2 separate regions of the Mus musculus genome follow, and region 1 is linked to region 2. The links are chromatin contacts, called in public HiChIP or PLAC-seq maps. All regions are on one chromosome and are shown on one strand. The core of a region is the stretch at or near the end of the contact, and the rest is flanking DNA. Distances in the headings are between cores, read along the strand shown.

The links. HiChIP or PLAC-seq counts read pairs in DNA pulled down with a chosen protein or histone mark.
Region 1: an H3K27ac HiChIP or PLAC-seq map of microglia shows a contact between it and region 2, with 3 times the contacts expected there. The contact joins the enhancer-like site here to the promoter of Tmc7 in region 2. A contact is called at or near these places in 1 of 39 promoter capture datasets (macrophages), 5 of 484 Hi-C or Micro-C datasets (cerebral cortex, embryonic stem cells, liver and 2 more), 4 of 115 datasets of contacts at active chromatin or transcription factors (embryonic stem cells and microglia) and 4 of 9 other capture datasets (adipose tissue, embryonic stem cells, liver and 1 more).

The regions. Positions count from the first base shown.
Region 1 is chr7:118,635,551-118,639,914 of GRCm38.p6, reverse strand. It overlaps Tmc5 (transmembrane channel-like gene family 5), which reads right to left. Exons shown (of 22, transcript NM_001105252.1): 6 at 1,687-1,786. Among named protein-coding and RNA genes, the nearest start is that of Tmc5, 40 kb to the right of the region's middle. Within about 2 kb of position 2,299, at least 2 of the 459 cell types and tissues checked have an H3K27ac peak or open chromatin away from gene starts, as enhancers often do. A contact at or near this core is called in microglia, where this site is marked.
Region 2 is chr7:118,581,747-118,586,264 of GRCm38.p6, reverse strand. It overlaps Tmc7 (transmembrane channel-like gene family 7), which reads left to right and starts at 1,579. Exons shown (of 16, transcript NM_172476.4): 1 at 1,579-1,661. The coding sequence starts at 1,598.

The DNA of each region.
Region 1 (4,364 bases), core at 1,050-3,549, 53 kb before region 2:
GAAAACAATAGGAGAAAATAGAGGACATCAGTGGAATTCATTTTTGAAAAACCCAGCCACTCCTGGACACGGAGGCCCCTGCCTGTAGTTCCAGCCACTTGGGGGCCAAAACAGAACCACTTAGTCCTGGATCTCAATGTCCCCAGCCCTGGAAATACAAAGGTGGTCACAAGGGTGGCAGTTTTTACATGGGTTCTGATGATGTAAATTCAGTTCTTATGCTTGCATTTTCTAACTGACCTTTCTCCCCAGATTTTCCTATTTGTTGTTTGTTTGTTTGTTTTAAAGCAAAGTTTTATTTTAGAGTGGTTTGAAATTTAAAGAAGTTTTTAGACTGTAGACTGTCCCCACACGCCCCTCACAGGTTCCCCTGTTCACTTTCCACGGTAGGTGTGGCAGCTTGTCTGAGATGTCCCCCAGAGTTTGGGGAAAGGGGCACTGGAACATTGGATTCCCAGTTAGCAGCACTCTTTGGGAAGTGTGACTCTCTGAACATTACTGTGGGTGGGCTCTGAGGTCTCAAAGACTCAGGCCATTCGCAGTTTTCTCTCTCTGCTTGTGGTTCAAGAGTGAGCTGTCAGCTACAGCTCCATCACCATGCCTGCTCTCTACCATGGTGGACTCTAATGCTCTAGAACCTTAATCTCAATAAAGTCTTCTACAAGTAGCCTTGGTCCTGGTGTTTTGTCACACCAGTAGAAAAGTAACTAACACGGTCGAATTGTCCAAGCAAAGCTAGCATGCATTCCTGATGCTTACCCCAGAGACTCCCACATTCTCACCCAGCCTTTCCCAGGCTGCACACATTGCATCTGCTCTCCTGCCTCTTTAGAATCCTCTACTTCGTGTCAGGGTCTCAGACTTTCCTTGCATTTGATGACCTGAAGATGTGTGAGTCAGAGATTTTGGAGGATTTGACAAATGCATCTTTCTAGTTAGACTGGCATCTGGGCTTTAGAAAAGAGGACCACTGAACATGTCCTATCTCTGAAGAAACTAATTCAAGCGAGTACCTGGCCTGGACAGTAGTAACTATCCAGGACCTCACTGGAGACTTGCTTTTCTCAGAGAATCCTCTTTGGAAGCAGTCATACACCAGGGTACCCAGGCACTCTAGGGAGACAGATCAAGCCCCAGCCCTTAGCACTCAGAAAGTGGAGGCAAGAGGATCAGGAGTTCAAGATAATCTTTGGTTATATAGCAAGTTCAAGGGCAGTCTGGATCATGTAAGAGCCTGCATCATTAAGAATCAAAAACTTGTTGTGATACGCACCTTTATTTCAGCACTCAGAAGGCTGATGCAGGAGAAGCCTGAATTTGAGGACAGCTCAAGCTACATAAAAAATGCCTGTGGGGAGGGGTGGAGGAGAGTTGGGGCGGGGGGGGGGGGCGTTCCACCCTGTAAAGGTTTTCCTTGCAGAAGAACTGTCTCCTGCATTATCTGTTTCTTATCTTTTTTTTTTTTTTTTTTTTTTTTTTTTTCCGAGACAGGGTTTCTCTGTGTAGCCCTGGCTGTCCTGGAACTCATTCTGTAGTCCAGGCTGGCCTTGAACTCAGAAATCTGCCTGCCTCTGCCTCCCAAGTGCTGGGATTAAAGGCATGCACCACCACTGCCCGGTCTCTTATCTTTTTGAGATGGAACAAATCCAGTAGACTGAGGTTCCCATGTGAGAGCATTGGCCATACCTAAGCTCTCTCTTCTCTTGCATGGTCCTTGGCTGGTTCCTGATGGTTTTGATTCTGTCTCTAGTTGTCATGGGAATCAGGGATGCAATTAGTTTCTGTCCTGCAGAAGAAAAGGATCAGAGTTCTGTTTCTTTTTTTCTTTTCTTTTTTTTTTTATAATTTAATTACATTTACTCTTTTTTTTCTCTTATTTTTTTATTACGTATTTTCCTCAATTACATTTCCAATGCTATCCCAAAAGTCTCCCACACCCTCCCCCCTCTTTTTTTTTTCTTTAATTCAGTCTTAACATTTTAAGAAATGACACTGGAGTGAGACTTGGCAGTGTTTGCCTCTAATCCCACAACTGGAAACCAGAGGTAGGAAGATAACAAGGTCAAAGCTAGCCTGAGCTACATAATCTGTTCAAGACCAATCAGGGTATGGTGGTCTGTGTGACATGTTCCCCATAGTTTTAGGCATTTGAATGTCTGTTTTTCAGCTTATGGTACTGTATGAGGGAGGTTTAGGAGGTGTGGCCTTGTTGGAGGAAGTGCACCACGGGGGCGGGCAGGGAGAGGGCTTTGAGAGCTTAAAGACTTAAACTAGTCTCAGGTAGCTCTCTCTACTTCTGCTCTCAGTTCAGGCTATGAGTCAGGCTTCCTGTTCTGTTGCCACGACTGCTACTTACTGCCATGCGTCTCCACTACAGCTGGCTCTCCTTCCTTCCTTCCTTCCTTCCTTCCTTCCTTCCTTCCTTCCTTCCTTCCTTCCTTTCCATCTTTCTTTCTTTCTTTCTTTCTTTCTTTCTTTCTTTCTTTCTTTCTTTCTTTCTTTCTTTCTTACTAAGATTTATTTATTTACTTTATGTATTTCAGTACACTGTAGCTGTACAGATGGTTGTGAGCCTTCGTGTGGTTTTGGGAATTGAATTTTAGGACTTCTGCTTGCTCTGGTCAACTCTGCTTGCTCAGTCCCGGCTCCCTCCGGCCCAAAGATTTATTTATTATTATACATAAGTACACTGTAGCTGTCTTCAAATGCACCAGAAGAGGGTGTCAGATCTCATTACGGGTGGTTGTGAGCCACCATGTGGTTGCTGGGATTTGAACTCAGGACCTTCGGAAGAGGAACCAGTGCTCTGGTAGGCTGAGTCATCTCACCACTACAGCTAACTCTTAACCTGTTGGAACCACAAGGCCAAATAAATGCCCCCTGTTAGTTGTCCTGGTCACAGTGTTTACCACAGCAATAGAAGAGTAACTAGTATACTGGGTTACCTTGTGAGGTCCTGTCTCATCCACGTCCCTCATAAATATGTCAGTCAATCAATCAATCAGTCATAGTATTGAACTAGACTGTTCAATACTATGTTTTATTTTGAGACAGATGCTTGTCCTGGAACTGATGGTTCTGTTCTCTGTTTCCCAGTGCTGAACAATGAACACTCTGCACCATAGAGACTGGCACGGGAGATAATATAGACCCGGGGAATGCAAAGATCGCAAATGGGGTCTGTTGAGGTGGCACAGACCTTTCATTCCAGTACTCCTGCAGAGGCAGGTAGATGGATCTCTGTAAGTTCAAAGCCATCCTGGTCTACAGAATGAGTTCCAGATCAGCCAGAGCTACATAGTGGGGCCCTGTCTCAAAAAGCAAAATCACAAATGGAAGTGACCAGAGACAAGTGTGTTTGTGTGTGTGTGTGAGTGTGTGTGTGTGTATGCGTGCTCAAAATCAAAGCTAACATTTAGACTATTCTAATCCAATACTTCTGTATTTCCCGAGTCAAACAAAGAAACAAACAACAAGAGCAAAAGCAAAGCAAAACTATTACTGAACAAAGCAACAGATCTTGCCCACCTGTGTCTCTCTGAACTCCAGGCAATTGGAGTGCTTAATTAATTAATTTTATTTATGTGAGTGCACTGTAGTTGTACAAATGGTAGTGAGCCATCATGTAGTTGGGAATTGAATTTTAGGACCTCTGCTCACTCCTGTAGGCCCCGCTTGCTCCAGCCCAAAGATTTACTTATTATTATACATAAGTACACTGTAGCTGATTTCAGACGCACCAGAAGAGGGCGTCAGATCTCATTACTGGTGGTTGTGAGCCACCATGTGTTGCTGGGATTTGAACTCAGGACCTTCAGAAGAGCAGTCAGTGTTCTTACCCGCTGAGCCATCTCACCAGCCCCGTCACAGCTTTCTTAATTCTCCCTTCTCTTCCGACTCATAGTCATTCTTCAGCCTCCAAGTCATCCCCTCCTATTAACTATGAACTCCAACGGAGTCCAGGTTACCCCGGCTCCCTACCTCCACTTCCCTAACAAGGCCTGAGCATCTTCTACAAACACCATCTCCAGGCATACGGGACAGGTCCCAGTGAGTCTAAGCCAATCCAGTGGCCTTATCCTCTTTGCTGGGGACTTAGACAGAGACATGTGACATACTATTGGTCAGAACGTTTCTTGGAAAAGGGTTTCTTCTCTCTACACAAATGGGGGAAAGCAAAAGATTGTGTTTCTTCCTCTGGATAGTGTGGGTCTAGGTGTAACCTCCGAGCTGCTGTGACCATCTGCTAACGTGAGTGGGACTGGCTTGCAGGATGCTCTGCCAAGGGGCAGGTGTGGGCTGCTCCTCAGGCTCAGACTCAACATGGAACCAGAAAGCCTCAGAGGAAGCTCCGGGTTCACTGA
Region 2 (4,518 bases), core at 330-2,829:
TAATATCCTGTATTAATCATTCAGTAAGCCAGAGAAACTAAAAGGACAGAAACTATGTAAACAGCCAGAGGTCAGCAGACACTATCTAACTGACATGGGAGGATGAGGGCACAGTGTAGGAAAATTCAGAGGGTGAAGAGCACAGGGAGGGACACTGGGAAGCCAGGTGACCTTCAAACAGACGTGGTGATCCCGCTTGGCTGCTTTCACTGCCACTGCTAATGGTCTCCGGTGCCAGCTGGCGTCTGAGCCTTTTAGTAATTCTCAAAATAGCAGTCTTGCTCTGCCCTGTTGCCACCTGCTCGTCCCTGGTCCTCCTCTGATCCACTTTCTTTTTTTGTGGAGGTTCCTGTGTTGTCCAGGCTGGCCTTGAGTTCTTGGGCTCAATCTTCCCGCTTCAGCCTCCTGAGAAGGTGGGACAGCCACTCCATCCATCAAGTCCCAATTCCTCCTTGTTCCTTCTCCTCCTTCCAGACAGGGTATCACTATGTCGCCGTGGCTGGCCTGGAACTTGCTATGTAGATCAGGCTGGCTCACATTTACAGATCCATCTGTCTCCCAAGTTCTTCTTTTTAACTTTTTATTTATGTGTATGTGTGTTTGCATGAGCATGTACGGTGTGTCAGGTGCCTGTGGAGGTTGGAAGAGAGTTCCCTGGAGTTGGCGTTCAGGGTGGTTGTGGGTGTTGGGGATTGAACCCCAATCCTCTGGAAGAGCAGGAAACGCTCTTAACCAACGAAGCATCTCTAAAATCCCACTTTCTTCTTTAAAAGAATATTTTCCAAATTTCATTTATTCGTATTTCTTTTGTGCCTGTATGCATGCAGGGGACATCTGTGAGAGCCCATCTTCTCCTTCTACCCTATGGATTCTGAGGCTAGAACTCAGGCTGCCAGGCTTGGTGGCAAACACCTTTACCTGCTGATTCATCTTACTGGCCCCATTCATTACTTTAATTTTACGTTTTAGCTGTACATGTATATATATGTATGGGGTGTTGGTGAATGAGAACATTTCTAGGAAGAACATATGTAGCAAATCCCCCACCTGCCCTTCCCTCCGGTAACCATGCAAGTTGACTGCACCCTCTAGACAGCCATCTACACACACATACATTGATATATAGCGTGTAAGGTACACATTGACTGTCTTAGTTATGCATGTGTCACACACATACACACACACACACACGAACCCAAAGGGCAACGTTCCACACTTTCTGTTCCACACTTGCTACCAAGTGACAATTTACAATAGTGGGACTTGTAATCCAAGCACTTGGGAGGTGGAGGCAGGAGATTAGGAGCTCAAGGCCAACCTGGGTCTCAGAGTACCAGAAGAGAGGGAGGGAGAGAAAGAGAAAGGGGAGGGGAGGGGGGAAGAAGAAGGGGAGGGCGCACCGAGAGAGTAGGAAAGGGGAGGGAGGGACCAAGGGGAGGGGAGAAGGAGACTGAGAAAGAAGACTGAGAGGCTCCTGGAGGTAGCCGGTCCCCACCCCGCGCCCGTGGGAACGGCCCCGCCCGCCTCTGTGACGTCATCTGGAACCCGACAAGGCAGGGCCGCCGGCAGGCGGCTGGAGGGTCCTCGCCGAGCCGTGATGAGCGAGGGCAGCGCGGGCGACCCGGGCCACGGGTCCAGCCGGCAGCGGGCCGTACACCCAGGTAGGTCGCGGCGGGACCAGGCGTGCGGGGCGGCAGGGTGGCCGTCCTGGTCCTCCGCGGGGCACCGCTGCGGGGAAAGCGGTGGGCAGCGGATATGCCCGGCTAGGAGGCTCGCCTTGCCTTGCCTACCGAGCTGGAGAGGCAGTCCCCACTTTCCACGCGACGATTCACGGACCCAGGCCAGCCTCTAGATCGCCACGGTATCTTATTCTGTGAAGAGATTGTGACAACCTGCCCGCCCCAGCGGCTGGCCCCTAGATATTCCCTTTAGACCCACTCGAAGCCATTCTGTCTCTGGTCTTTATTGCTGTGTGAATTTTGCCAAGTGACTTGCCCTCTCTGAGCCTCAGATTGACAGAATAACAGTGAAATATTAACAAATGCCCAGCACAGCCCCGATTATAGCGAGGCAATAGTCGATGGCAGCCTACTTAGCACAGGAAAAATTTCTTTTTAGTTGTGTTAAATATACAGTCAAATATACAGCTTCCTGAGATTTTACAGAAATGTGTAAAGACGCCGCCCAGTAGATATAGTAGAGCTGCCAACCCCCTGGAGCAGGCTTCCTTGTACTTTGTATTTACTTTGTTTCTGTCTTGAGCCAGAACTAACAAAAGTTATCTGCAGTATGAGTTTCAGTGAGATTGGATCTACGAAGGCAAAGCTCAGAGAGAGGGCATTGGGCTCTTCAGCCTCCAGAAGAAAGACCCAGTCCTGGGACAAAGCTCTGGAAGCAGGGAAAAAAAAATCAGGCGAAGCTCTATGATAGGGTTTTCCCCTTTCTTGCTCAGCTCCAGCTCTGCTGATGTCAGCTTGTTTCAGCCCTTTGGTAACAGCAAGGGGCCTGGAATCCCACAGTGAGGGGCTGGGGGCGTGGCACCTGTAGCGTTTTTCCAGCCACCCCAGGGTCCCATGCAGCACTGTGAAAGCCCAATATCTTTCTGGGTGGCTCCCATGGTTCTTCCTCTTGTTCCAGCATGCTCGGTCTCACTTTGGGTCTTTGCTGAGAGTTGAAGGGCCACTCTAAGCAACCCCTGGACCTCTATAAACTGAGCCATCTCTCCAACCCCCTTGGTTATCTGCAAGGTTTTGTTTGTTTTGAAATTCCCGGGCTAGGTCTTAGAGCCTCACACAGCAGGACAAGAGCTCTCCCTCAGAACTACATTCCCCAGTTCTTTTTACTTTTTAAAGTTGTTTTGGTTTTTTTTTTTTTTTTTTTTTTTGGTTTGGTTTTGTTTTTGTTTTTTGGAGACTAACCCTCTGCAATTTGGGCCAGCCTTGGAGTCCTGCCTCTGCCTCCTGATGCTGGCCAGGCTGGCCTTCACCTCATGACTTGACCTCTCTGGGTGTCCTGGAACACAGGTGCATAGTGTCTGCCCTACACAGATGCTGTTTTCTGACTTCCTAATCTAGCAGCATGAGGTAGGACCTCTTTGGAAATGGACCCCACAGCAGCACTCCGAAGCAGCACACTGTAGCCGAGCAACAGTCCTGTGCTAGACCATGGTGTGCGCATTCAGGAGTGAACCCTCTGGGGTCTCTGCTTCCTGAGTCTGTCACTGTAAGGCTGTAGTCAAGGGGAACCTGGCTTTGCAGTCGCCTGCATCTTTGACTGGCCCTGGAGGGTCCTTCCCACCATGGCTTGATCAACCGGCCTACTCTGCCTTCTCAGGCTGGTTTTGACTTCCCCTCAACATGGCTCATATCCTCCCCAGAGCAGATGACTCCAAGAGAGCAGGCTGGAAGCTATTGTGTTCTGGGGTTCAGTCTTGAAGTCCGTGCCAGATTTCTGCAGCAGCTTCTTGGTCATCGTGGGTCACTTTGCCCAGTGTGAGCACCCAGACATTGGGAGTGTAGCTCTCTGGGGCCATTTTGGGGCCAGTGTTAAGAAAATTTAAGTGTTGACATTTATGGCTGTACTTTCTTGTGCTACGGGGCTCCTGGAAGGTGGCCCCAGTGTCTGACACACTCTGATGATAGTGTTTGCATGGAAGTCCCTCTCCACTGGTTCCTGTTTTAATGCCCGTTCCTCCCAGGCCCACCTGATGGACACTCCAGCCTGTCCATCCACCTTGGGGACCATAACCTTCCTTATAAGGTACATACATCTCTTCCTTCAGTGTCACTTCTTCCCAGAAGCCCTCTTTGATTGCCTCTTCCAGGCTGGACTCTGTCCCCTCCATGTACTCTCCTGAGGGGGAGGGATTCTCCCCCCCCCCCCAATAGTTTGTTTTGCAGCTCAGGCTTTCTCTGGGATTCACCGAGTAGCCCAGGCTGAGCTTGAACTCATGGTCTTCCTGCCTGTGCTCCCCGAGTACTGGCATGGCAGGTGTGTCCTTGCACATCTTGCTGATTCCTCCTTTCCTGTGTGTGTGCAGCCCTGGAGTAGAACTCCAGTCCTCACACGGGCTAAGCAGGCACTTGATCCCTGAGCCTCTCCCCCTTAGCCCGGCTTTGGGGACAAATGCGCTTGGCTCAACCCTGTTTCTCAGAGCTGGATTCATGCAAGTTTATGCAAATCACCTTTCTTGAGGCTTCATCTCCACATTTATAAGGAGATTCTGACAGGCGTACAACCCAAGGCCCTGTCCAGCCTGCTGGAGAGGAGGAGGGCTCCAGCAAAGCCTCCACCTGCCACAGCCACACAGCCTTCCTTCCCTGAATCCTGGCCACACCTCCCAATGTCTCTCACAGGCTCCTAGAGGCACACAGGGAAGCTCCGTTCACCAGGTGTCTGCGGACAGGTACCTGGCCTCCCCCTCTCGCCTCAGTTCCAGACTTCCCTCCCACTCTCTTTCCCGTCCTCTCTTCCATTTCTCCTCTCCTCCTTCTCTCCTGCAAGGAACATTTAATATTC